Regions from separate parts of the Mus musculus genome. Here all the other regions are linked to region 4. The links are chromatin contacts, called in public HiChIP or PLAC-seq maps. All regions are on one chromosome and are shown on one strand. The core of a region is the stretch at or near the end of the contact, and the rest is flanking DNA. Distances in the headings are between cores, read along the strand shown.

Region 1 (2,700 bases), core at 111-2,610, 220 kb after region 4:
CGATTGGAAGAAGACATCGCTTGGAACTGGAGTTGCAGATGGTGGAGAATCACCTTGTGTATGCTGGGAATCCAGCCTGGGTCACCTACAAGAGCTGCAAGTGTTCTTAACCACTACAGCCCAAATCTTGGCGTTTTGTTTTTGTTTTTGTTTTTGTTTTGAGACAGAATGTAATTATATAGCCCTGACTGGCCCTCTAGGCTCAAACTCACTAAGCCCCCTGCTTCCTGAGTGCTGGGATGAAAGGCAAGTGTTAAAGTGTTGGGAGGCCACTATGCCCTGCCAGCTCCCTGTGATACCCCTGGGCTTTACCTGGAGGAGTCACTGGAAGGGGCGGCGGCAAGGGTGGGGGTGGGGGGCGTGCGTGCGTGCGTGCGTGTGTGTGTGTGTGTGTGTGTGTGTGTGTGTGTGTGTGTGTGTGTGTGTGTGGCAGTTCTCAATCACTGAAACAAACATTGGCTTTGGGGAACCAGCATTGTCCATTACTGTTGGGGTGACCAGAGCCTTTCTAACCTCAAGATAAAATGGTGGCAATTGTTCTCTTGCAGGAAGGTGTAGGAAAGGAACCAGCCACGTGGCGGTTCGAACTTAAAAACTCTTCGGGCCACAAGGAGGAAAGTGGGTCGCTTCACACCCCCAGGCTCACGGAGAGGCAGGAAGAGCAAGGAGGAGGCGGGGGGGGGGGGGTAGAGAGGAGATTGAGAGGAAAAAGGATGGGCAAGAAAGCGAATCTCCCAGCTGGTGCAGAGCCCCACACGGTGCCTTACTGACACACATCCAGAGATTCGAGTCCCCTGAACCCGCGTGGGTGACTTTGAAGCAGATTCCCGCCTGGCACAGCGCACTCTCCAGCCGCTCACGTGAAATCCATCAAGGCAAAGTCACACCCTACAGCCAGAGCAATTCGGGAAGCTTGACTCTCCCACAAACAAGGTATTGGGCTCTTTCCTCCCCATTCCCTTCCTCTGAAGCTTAGCTTCTCCCTCCGCATCACTGTCCACGTGCGGACTCATAAGGCGCCCACCCCCATCCGGGCGGGTCCCCACCCTAGGGCATTGGATCCTGCGGGTTGTTTACCAGCTGGCCATCTCCCCAGACCCTGCGCGGTGCCGCCACCTGCCGGTGGGAGACTGAACTGCACCCGCGGGTGCGGGCCAGCAACTGCGGGCTGATGACCCAACGCCGCAGGCATCCGAGGATAACCTTTCCCCTTTCTTTCCAAGACCAAATAAGGGGGCTCTTGCCTCTGTGAGCTGTGCCTGTGGCGGTTAAGCCAAGGGGCGTGGAAAGGAGGATCCCAGAACGAGGCTGACAGTCAGCTAAACAACCCACTACATTGTTCCCTCCCCACATGGCCTCCTCCCTGCTCCCCGGCAGTCCCCACATGCAGCAGCAGACTAGTGGGTAGAACTGCAGGGGTATGGAGACATCCCGAACTTCAGCAGCAGCAGTCCCAGCACCCCGCCCCCAACCTCAGGCATGAAGAGCAAGGTACCTGCAGTAGCTTACTCCTGGGTGTTGCCCAAGCTCAGGACCCTCGGGCCTGGGGGTCAGTAGGGCTGAGAGAAGCCTCAGACCTTGGGGAGGGGCGAGAGAGGTGACACTTGTAGAGGAGCTAGACAGGGCTGTCAGACCTCTGAACCTTGGCATCACCCACACAGAGGGAGTCACAGTGGCTGACAGTGTTCAGTAACCACAGAAACCAAGATTTGACCTATATTTTCAAACATGGCCTCGACTCCAGCTTCCCCTCCTTGAAATCGTAGTGAAAGCGTCTGACTTGACTTGTTATGAATGCTCCTCTTGCTTTAGATTCCAGAAGGCCACCCAGAAGGCAAATCAAGAAACCTCACTAGATGGTTTGTGGATAACGGGAGGGTCCTGATGGGTTCCAGGAAGGAGTCAGAGGCTCTCCTCGTTCACTACCTCTTACCGATCACAGTGGTGACTAGATGATTGCGCTCATGTATGTGCTTTTTGACTGTGTGCACTTTGGGTGTTTTGAGTGATGAAACAGAGGGGAGCAAACCAACACTTTGGTCAGGATGACAGAGTGCTTATAGCCTGTCCGATCCGAGCCTTGATTGAGCGCTCCCTGGGTGCTAACCACTGTTCTGAATATCCCACATCATTACCATCTGCAGGTACCTCTGCTACGGGGAAGGACCACGCCTTCAGAAACACAGCCTTCCTCCTACCACCCAGCCAGGTCACTAACTGGATTCAGGCTCAGGCCTTGGGGTTCCAGAGTGTATATACCCTTGACCCAAACCCTAAATGTTCATTAATAGGGATTTGATTCGTTTACTGTACACCCATGTAATGGAATCGTCTTTGGCTGCTTAAATGGGATGTAGACTAGGAATAATTGTCAGAGGCCAAATATCCACCACACACTGTTAAATGGACACAGCAGGGAGTCAACAGCGTGTATAAGTGGATCTTGTCCTGTGGCTGTTCAGAGGGGACTCATGGCAGCACTAAACTGTGGGCCTTGGTGGGTGGCGGAACTTTAGGTGGCTAATTTTACAGGGATGCTTTCTTCCTTCATTGCTGAGCTCTTTGTGATCCACTGTCAAGGCCGTGAATAAATCCCCCACAAAGTCTTCCCTGATCCCCCGAATTGGACACTAACGACCCCCGTGTCCCTCTGGTGTGGGAACTTGCGTGGGATGGTTTCTTAGTTACATAAGCTCTCGG
Region 2 (2,700 bases), core at 102-2,601, 160 kb before region 4:
TCCCCTACCGCTAGAGCTTCTGGTGCAGAGGTCCAGAGTGCACCAGGAATCTCGATGTCTAGCAGGTAATGCTGATAAACACCAGTCCTGGGTCCACCCAGAAACTACCAGGCCGGCCACGGCACTGTTTCCAAGGCCTAACTTCCACTAGAGGGGAGATATGGGCATGGCCAAAGGGAAGATAGCTATCTTAGGGGGCCAAGGGGAGAGCAAGGATTCTACTTGGGTGTCTGCATAAGTTTTTTTTTTTTTTTTAAACAGTTATTTCTAAATCCACCCACAGACCAGACAAACATGTCCCAAAGTCCTGTTCTGCCCTAAAGGCTGTGTCCACCTAGGCACCACCTGCTGAGAGTCCTCACCCACATTAGAACTACTGCCTAGGGGGTCTGCTTTCAACATGACCTTCACATACTGAGAAATGAGTTACAGCTGCAGGGTTGCCAAGCCTCTCCCGACACTTCCTGGAGAACTCATTAGGGAGCTCAGAGGCCAGGACCCAGGACCGGAAGAGCCATGAATTCCCCACAGGACAAGCCACAGGCAGTTTCCTCGGTGCTATGAAGAGCAGCGTTCATGTGCGTAGGTGAAGTCTGAGGTCTCGTTGGTTTTAAGATTCCTTATGAGAGCCAGTGAGATGGCTCATGCGTGCAAGAGTACTTACATCACAAGTCTGGTGATCAGGACCCCGAGAAGGAAGAACAGTTACTGTGTAAGGCTGTCCTCTGACCTCTGCACATACATCCCTCTCATAGGTAAGAGTCCTCACATGGAGGAGTCGGAGCTCAAGTGTGAGCTAAGCAGTTGAATGGAAGCCCCAACCCTCCTTGAGCACTTCTGCGCAGGCTTCAGCGCAGGGTCTGCACACGCACGGGCTCAATGAGCCGCTAGCCTTTGGTAAGGAGTGTTCCCCTACCATGCTTGTTTATTGGAGTAGGAAACAAAGACCCTGATCAAAGGAATCCAGATCGTAGTACCTAAGAGTGTATGTCCTAGGGAGGTCCTTGGATACCTGTCAGTCAGAACTGCCACCTACGGGACCCACCAATGTTCACTCTTATTGATATGGGGGTGGTCAGGATAGGCAGACAACTGAAGGATAGGTGTAATGGTGGAAAGATTGGGTCCCATTAGGTGTCTTGCCTAACCATGGGCCATTCTTAAACTGCTGCCTCAACGCTAACCTCACCGGTCTGGCTGCTCCCAAGTCTTGAGAGTCCCAGGAGACAAAAATCTCCTGTTATTGAAGACACCTCCAGGCCGGATACAAGGGCCAACTAATCAGGTCAAACTCCCATCTCCATCTAGGCCAAGGCCTCTTAGTAAACTAATTTCTCAAGCAGGAAACAGAATTGTACTGAAAATACCTTCCTTCTGAGCCACACATTCTTCTCCCCAGGGAGGGAGCATGAATTAGAAACCAGGAATTTGACAAATGAATGGCAGGCACATAGAAACTCAGGGTATTTGACTAATCACTTTGAAAAGCAAGATTATCTTTTCACAGTAAACACAAACTTTCTCTCTTTAAACAATGCAGAGAAGGCTGGGAGCCAGAATACCAATATCAATAAAATCCAGGCATTGTGGAGCCTACAGAAGGTAAAGAAAAATAAAAACCTTCACCAAAATAATAATCAACCTGCTGGGGAGGGCCCGTCCACACAGTGCCTGCTTCCCAACCCCCACCCGAGGCCTGCCTCCTCAACACCTTCTGCAATAGTGAGAGTTAAGAGATATCCCCAGGTGGAGATTTGTCTACACACCTTCAAGATACTAATGTCCTTGAATGGTCATTGTTTTCTCAGGGAGATGACTAGTTAAGGGAACCACTCAATAAATGCGACTTCATAAATCGTTTCTAAGCTCACTGCCTTTTTACATCCACAGAATATTTTTAAAAACCAAACTGTTCATTTTTTTTCCTTTGGCTCCTACACGCTGTATGATCTCCCGGAGTTTTATTGAGTGGTATTTTGGCTCTTAGTTCGATCCTTCCTTCTTTCCTACCTTCCTTTCTGCACCCCCCCCACCCCCTCAAGACAGGGTTTCTCTGTGTAGCCCTGGCTGTCCTGGAACTTACTCTGTAGACCAGGCTGGCCTAGAACTCAGAAATCCACCTGCCTCTGCCTCCCAAGTGCTGGGACTAAAGAAATGTGCCACCACTGCCTGGTAGCTTGTAGCTTTTTCAACATTAGAAAAAAAAATCCCCTCTATTGGATGGGTTTCACCTGCCAATGCATAGACCTACTAGGATGGTTAGTCAACAATTTGGGGGCCCTGTCACATGATAAGCTCACAGCCAACACTTAGCTATGATCTGTGGCTACCATTTCTAGGCCTCCCTTTTAAGTGAAGACTGCAGGGGACCGAGTGTAGAGTCTTCCATGTAGGAACTGATAACCAGGCCCAAGCACCTTCTCCACTGCTTATGAAGTGGCACCTGAATGGTTTACTCAGCTTCTCTAGGGCTGCTGGTTCTCAGCTGCCCATGGAGCTATCTTTTCTGGTCTCTTCGGGCCCCGAGGCCAATTGAGAAGAACTGGATGCTAAATATAAAAGGACGTTATAAGCTTTGAATCACCTCACAAAGGCACAGGATGACCTGTGCTACTCTCTGAACTGTCAAAAGTCCCCCAGAACAAAGTCACAGAAAATAGGTAAGTCCTGCACCTTGATACAGGCAGGGCTGAGCTCAAG
Region 3 (2,700 bases), core at 114-2,613, 240 kb before region 4:
AAGCAGAACCATTCCCTAGGCAATGATTGGCCTGTGGGCATGTCAACATTTCCTAGGAATGTTGGCCTGTGAGTATGTCTGTGCCCACAAGTAAGACAATTGGCTAATTGATATGAGAAGGCCCAGCCCACTGTAGGTGGTACCATTCCTTAGGCTGGAGATCCTTGAGCTGTAGGAGAGAGGAGAAATCAAACTGAGCACAAGCAAGTGAGCATGTGTGCATCTCTCTGCTCTTTGACTGTGGATGCTATGTGACTGTTGTTTGAAGTCCTGCCTCAACTTTCCCACAGTGATGGGCTATAACATAATTATATGCTGAAATGAATTCCTCTCTCCTCTAAGTTGCTTTCGTTGTTGTTTTTATTACAGCAACAGTTAAAGTAGAACACTTATTTAAAACCTATGGAAGGATATATAGATAGTTTACAGCTTTAGAGTTGTTAGAGTGGAGAACACTACTGTAAACAGTAGTTTCCAGTTCTGAGATCAGTGGCCAGGTGTATACATGTTACTCAGTCCACTTTCAGCTCTAAAAAAAAAAAAAATTGGGGCTCAGCGGTTAAGAGCACTGACTGCTCTTCCAAAGGTCCTGAGTTCAAATCCCAGCAACCACACGGTGGCTCACAACCACCCATAACATAACAAGGTCTGATGCCCTCTTCTGGAGCTTCTGAAGACAGCTACAGTGTACTCACATATAATAATAATAAATAAATCTTTTTTTTAAATCTATCACCATATTGCAAAGTAGTGTCTTCCATTCCTATCAATATGTGAGACCCAGTTTCTCATTCTTTCTTTGTTTGTTTGTTTAAGATTTTATTTATTCATTGTATGTATATGAGTACACTGTAGTTGTACAGATGGTTGTGGGCCATCATGTCATTGCTGGGAATTAAATTCAGTACCTCCGCTGGCTCCGGCCCCGCTGGCTCCAGCCCAAAGATTTATTTATTGTTAGACCTTTTAAATATATCACATAATAGTCTTTATACAATAGATAAGTGCTTTCTCAGTAATAACCTCTTAACAGAGTTTTTATTTTTTATTTTTAACAGAGTTTTTAAAAGAGCCAACATTCTTAACTCTGTGGCTGTATTTTTGCTTGTCTTGTTTTAAAACAAGCTCTTGGGTGGTGGTAGTGCACACCTTTAGTCCCAGCAGATACTGGCAGATCCCTATGAACTGGTCGAGAGAGCAAGTTACAGAAAAGTCAAGGTTACACAGAGAAACCCTGCTAACTAAGGTTGAGATCTGCTATGTCTAGATGGCTTATCTGAGCTCAGTGCAAAATGGAGGACTCTATACCATCTGGGCTTCCCCTTCTCTGACCTTGTCTAGGGGACTCCCTATACTCTCTACCTGGGAAAGGTCAAGTAGCCTCGGAAGACCAACAAACTTCCTCTTTTCCGCAGAAGAACCCACCCAACAAGTACCCGGGATTCCTGAAATGCCTCTCCATACAAATGAGGAATTCCAAGAACTTTAAACTCTAACCAATGATTTTCATTTACCCTGAAAACTCCTTCACACTCTCCAAGGTCCTGGTTTACCCCAAATAAAGTGTATTCGTACAAGCCCCACCCTAGTAGAGGTATGGAGGTATGCTCACAAACCAAGATCGGCTAAGAGAGCTGTTTTCATTGAAGATTGTTGGAGAAGGCCTTCTTCTAAAAGAGCTGTAACTCTAAGATCCTTCGGGAAGGCCTTCTCTCCCTTCCCTCCCCCTCCCCCCACTAGCACTCACTCCCAGCAGGACCCTAATCCTGTATAACCCTCCCCCCCCCCCCATTCTGGACACTGTTTCATCCTTCCCACCCAGTGTGCAGTGGCATCTGGATACCTCCCTGACTATGTTTCATACAGTCAATTCTGAGGAAGCCCCCAGATTAGCAAGGCTGAGGTTCTCTGGGGCCTATAGAACTTGTTGCCAGGTGATAGAACTTGTTACTGGGTAGTGTGGGCTGGTTTGAGCAAACCTGGGTATCTTTGGTTTCAGGTTTTGGGCCCTTCCGGCAGCACCTAGTGAATTCCAGCTGGGAAGCCGTGAAGGTAAATCCTGCCGTTTGCCCCCCCCCCCCCCCCCCCCCGGGCCAACCTGGTTCCTTCTGTGGCTCTTGGGAAACCCCAATGCCAATGCGCGGGACTCCTAAGAAACCAGAGTCACCTTGGAAGGAAGGCAAGCAGTGGGCCCCTGGAAGAAAGGCTTGTATTTGGTCCTGGAATGGTGTGACTTGCCTGGTCAGGTACTTCTCTCGTTTGTCCAGGGACACTCCTAGGTGGGACCAAGGCCCATGTAGGCTCTACTCTACGTAGGGCTAGATTCTTGCCCTCTCTTCCTTTGGATGTGGGGTCTGGGGAAAGTCATTTTCACCAGCTCTTGTCCTCACCTACGCATGCGGAAGTGATAACATGGATGTCTCTGGCCTCCACTGACAGCTCAGGGTGAGGGCAGCCTTGTCCACACTGCTCTGTGTGAGCCCAGCATGGGGCGTGGGTGAGAACCTGGCCAGTGCTCGTGACTGTCGACAGCACGCTTGCTTTTGAGGACATAGCTAACCAGGAGAAGGGAAGTCCTCTGACCGCCCACTGTGCATAGGAGGGCAGGACTCCCTGGCCCACCCCCACCTCCCTAGGTCAACTGTCTGCCATCAGTCCTCATGTGGGTGTCACTTAGAGGCTCTGCGAATTGAAAGCTGC
Region 4 (2,700 bases), core at 168-2,667:
CCTTGAAGAGGTCACCATGTGAACTGCCAATCTAGTGTATTCCTTTTTAAAGAATAGAATAAAATGTGGGGATTTTATTCTTTAATGTATAATAGTGTCACAGCTATTCGCTGAAGAACTGCCCCCATTTCAGCAACGTTCTCAGGCCAGTCTTGCCTACTCACAGTTCTTTTCAAAGGGAAGGGAGAGGGTATCTAGAGTTAGACACCTAGTGAATCTTCCACAGGTCAGTTCTGTTGCTCAAAATGTTAAGTTAGATCTGATTCCTACCATGAGAATTTTGCTGCCGCCTGACAGACCCACCGGAGAAAAAGATGTCATCTAAAAACTGTAGATTAAAACCGTGCTGGCCAATGCTTAGGAGCTGGCAGAGCCCAGGGCTGACTCTGCCGATGGCTCCGAGGAGCAGCAGCACAGATGTCTGCTCTGGGTCAGATTTAAAGAGCTGTGGCAGAGCATCCCCCATCACTAACTCCTGCCTGGGCTCTGTCCCTGGAAGTCTACCGTTGATCACTGATCTATCAGCAGGCACCATGAGAGGCAACTGAGACCAACCCAGCACCAAGCCAGACCCGCTCACTAGAAGCAGCAGGAAGGCGGCCAACCCCAGCCCCGTTTTAAGGTCGCTACATGTGGGTCTACAGTACAAGAAGAACTTAAGGTGACCTGACACTCCCACCTCACCCTGCCAGCCAGCCTCCTACAGACAAACAAAAGCATCCAGTGAAGACAGCCACACCGGCAGGATTTCTCCTCAAACATAAGCTCTTGGTAAAATACCTACCTGGAGTAACTGTGTGTTTACAGGTCTGGAAAGGTGAAGAACAGAAATACAGTTTAAAGTGAGTTTTTAAAGTCCTCCCCAGTGAATAAAGAGGCCACCTCTGCTCCTATCTCCTGCCTCCCCCACCCTCCTTTGATAGGAAAAAGACAAAAAGAGAGGTAGTTTTGAGTCAGCTATGATGGATCTGCCACAGGGCCTAGAGAACTTTCTGGGCCAGGCAGCCCTGGCCCAGCCTGCATTCTTTTGGGGTGACAGAGCACCCAGCGGTTTCCCTGTCCTCCAACCACTGCAGCTTGGTGACTAAGTCCACAGGAATTCCAGTCAGTGCTAGACCCACCCGGAGGACAGGCAGACACAGGACAGGCAGGGAGGGCCCTCACTGCCCAGGCCCTAGTCATGAAGAAACCTACACTCTTCAGTCCTTGTATGTGGGAATCAGGGACATGGTGGTTAGGAGAAGAGCCCATCTGTGCTCAGGTGACACCCAGGAGTACAAGGCTCTGCAATAGCATCTGGGTCCATACTTGGGCCTTATTTCACAACAGGTCAGAAAGCCAAGTTATACATATACCTCTGTAACTCTTGAAAAGACACCCAGTAAATGTTGGTGGGTCTGAGTCGGCAACCTGGAGGTCAGCTTTCACAAGTAAAAGGCAAGAAAGTAAACGCCAGCTCATACCACCGACCTCAGTCACTGTTCCGGAGCCCAATTCAGGGTGGAAACCTGCAGTCCAGGGTCTGCTTTGATAAATTACATCCTGAGGCTTTATATATTTTACTATCTGTGATGAGTGATAGATAAAAAGATAGAAAGTTTACTGTAAACCACATCCCTTTCTTCCTCTACCACAACCTGCCATTCATCAGAGCCGGAACATCCATTTCCTTACAATTAAAGAATAGTTTGAAAATAAAGTCTCCCCAGTTAAAATAATCAGCCAAACAAAGGTGCTTGATCAATGATCAACATCAAAGTTTTGCCTCCCAAATAAAAATAATGAATCTATGTTTAAAAACAAAAATCAATAGTGCTTGGGGAAGAGGAGTCAGACAAAGGCAAGCAAGGTCTTACAACTCAGAGCCACGCTGCCGTGCGACTAAGCAGCCATAACTAACGATGCTCAGGTCATTCGTGAGGAAGGGGGACAAGGAGAGACAGGTGACCAGTGGCAAGGAAGGAAGGCATGGAGGGACATTAGATGAGGAAGGGTAGAGAGATGGAGAGAAGGAAGAGAAGGTGGACCTACAGGTAAAGGAGGAGGGGCAAGCAGGAGGACACCTGCCAACAGAACTCTGACTGTATTTATTAATCACTATGGAGATTCCCTGCCACATAAGATATACAAATATACAAGCCTAATCATCCTTAAGAATTCACCCAGCAGGGCCTCAGCCTTCTGCCAAGCAAGAGAGGCCATTAAAGTCATTCCCACAAGAGGGCAGGGCTAGAGACTTAGCTAGCTGCAAGGTACCTTGCATAACTTATGCCAGGACTCTGTGCTTCAGTTTCCTGGCCATGGAGGGAATTGGCAGTGTGCTGGTTGGTTTTCTGTCAACTGGACATAAACCCAGACGTAACTGAGAAAGGGGAAATCTCTGTGGAAGAACTGCTGCCATCAGATTGGCTTGTGGAGCATTTTCTTGATTAATGATTAATACAGAGAGACCCAGATTGCTGGGGTGGGGTCCGCCCCTGAGCAAGGCGGTCCTGGGTGATATAAGAAAGCAGGTTGAATAAGCCAGCAAGCAGCATCCCTCTACAGCTTCAGCTTCAGTTCCCACCCTCAGGATTGAGTTCCTGCCTCGGCTTCCCTTCATGAAGTGCTGCGTTTGGGACATATCACCAAAATAAATGCTTTCCTTGTGATGTCGCTATTGCTTGGGTACAAAAATAGAAAGCAAACTATGGCAGGCAG

What was found. HiChIP or PLAC-seq counts read pairs in DNA pulled down with a chosen protein or histone mark.
Region 1: a FOXA1 HiChIP or PLAC-seq map of pancreatic cancer cells shows a contact between it and region 4. The contact joins the promoter of 4833412C05Rik here to the enhancer-like site in region 4. A contact is called at or near these places in 1 of 39 promoter capture datasets (embryonic stem cells), 1 of 484 Hi-C or Micro-C datasets (the HPC-7 cell line), 4 of 115 datasets of contacts at active chromatin or transcription factors (embryonic stem cells, extraembryonic endoderm stem cells, pancreatic cancer cells and 1 more) and 3 of 9 other capture datasets (embryonic stem cells, embryonic tail and embryonic trunk).
Region 2: a contact with region 4 is called in a FOXA1 HiChIP or PLAC-seq map of pancreatic cancer cells. The contact joins two enhancer-like sites. A contact is called at or near these places in 3 of 484 Hi-C or Micro-C datasets (the G1E-ER4 cell line, the HPC-7 cell line and embryonic fibroblasts), 3 of 115 datasets of contacts at active chromatin or transcription factors (double positive thymocytes, epiblast stem cells and pancreatic cancer cells) and 3 of 9 other capture datasets (adipose tissue, liver and pancreatic islet).
Region 3: an H3K27ac HiChIP or PLAC-seq map of trophoblast stem cells shows a contact between it and region 4, with 9 read pairs. The contact joins two enhancer-like sites. A contact is called at or near these places in 2 of 115 datasets of contacts at active chromatin or transcription factors (double positive thymocytes and trophoblast stem cells) and 2 of 9 other capture datasets (adipose tissue and liver).

The regions. Positions count from the first base shown.
Region 1 is chr7:67,802,156-67,804,855 of GRCm38.p6, reverse strand. 4833412C05Rik (RIKEN cDNA 4833412C05 gene) reads left to right here and starts at 1,360. Exons shown (of 3, transcript NR_045954.1): 1 at 1,360-1,491. It overlaps Gm34350 (a long non-coding RNA gene), which reads right to left and starts at 1,667. Exons shown (of 3, transcript XR_391567.3): 1 at 1,496-1,667.
Region 2 is chr7:68,180,007-68,182,706 of GRCm38.p6, reverse strand. The region is part of intron 5 of Igf1r (insulin-like growth factor I receptor); the gene reads right to left. Among named protein-coding and RNA genes, the nearest start is that of Gm51487, 24 kb to the right of the region's middle. Within about 2 kb of position 1,351, at least 25 of the 459 cell types and tissues checked have an H3K27ac peak or open chromatin away from gene starts, as enhancers often do. A contact at or near this core is called in embryonic fibroblasts and pancreatic cancer cells, where this site is marked.
Region 3 is chr7:68,258,589-68,261,288 of GRCm38.p6, reverse strand. All of the region lies in intron 1 of Pgpep1l (pyroglutamyl-peptidase I-like), which reads left to right. Among named protein-coding and RNA genes, the nearest start is that of Pgpep1l, 4.3 kb to the left of the region's middle. Within about 2 kb of position 1,363, at least 34 of the 459 cell types and tissues checked have an H3K27ac peak or open chromatin away from gene starts, as enhancers often do. A contact at or near this core is called in trophoblast stem cells, where this site is marked.
Region 4 is chr7:68,020,333-68,023,032 of GRCm38.p6, reverse strand. The region is part of intron 2 of Igf1r (insulin-like growth factor I receptor); the gene reads right to left. Among named protein-coding and RNA genes, the nearest start is that of Igf1r, 69 kb to the right of the region's middle. Within about 2 kb of position 1,417, at least 134 of the 459 cell types and tissues checked have an H3K27ac peak or open chromatin away from gene starts, as enhancers often do. A contact at or near this core is called in embryonic fibroblasts, extraembryonic endoderm stem cells, pancreatic cancer cells and 1 more, where this site is marked.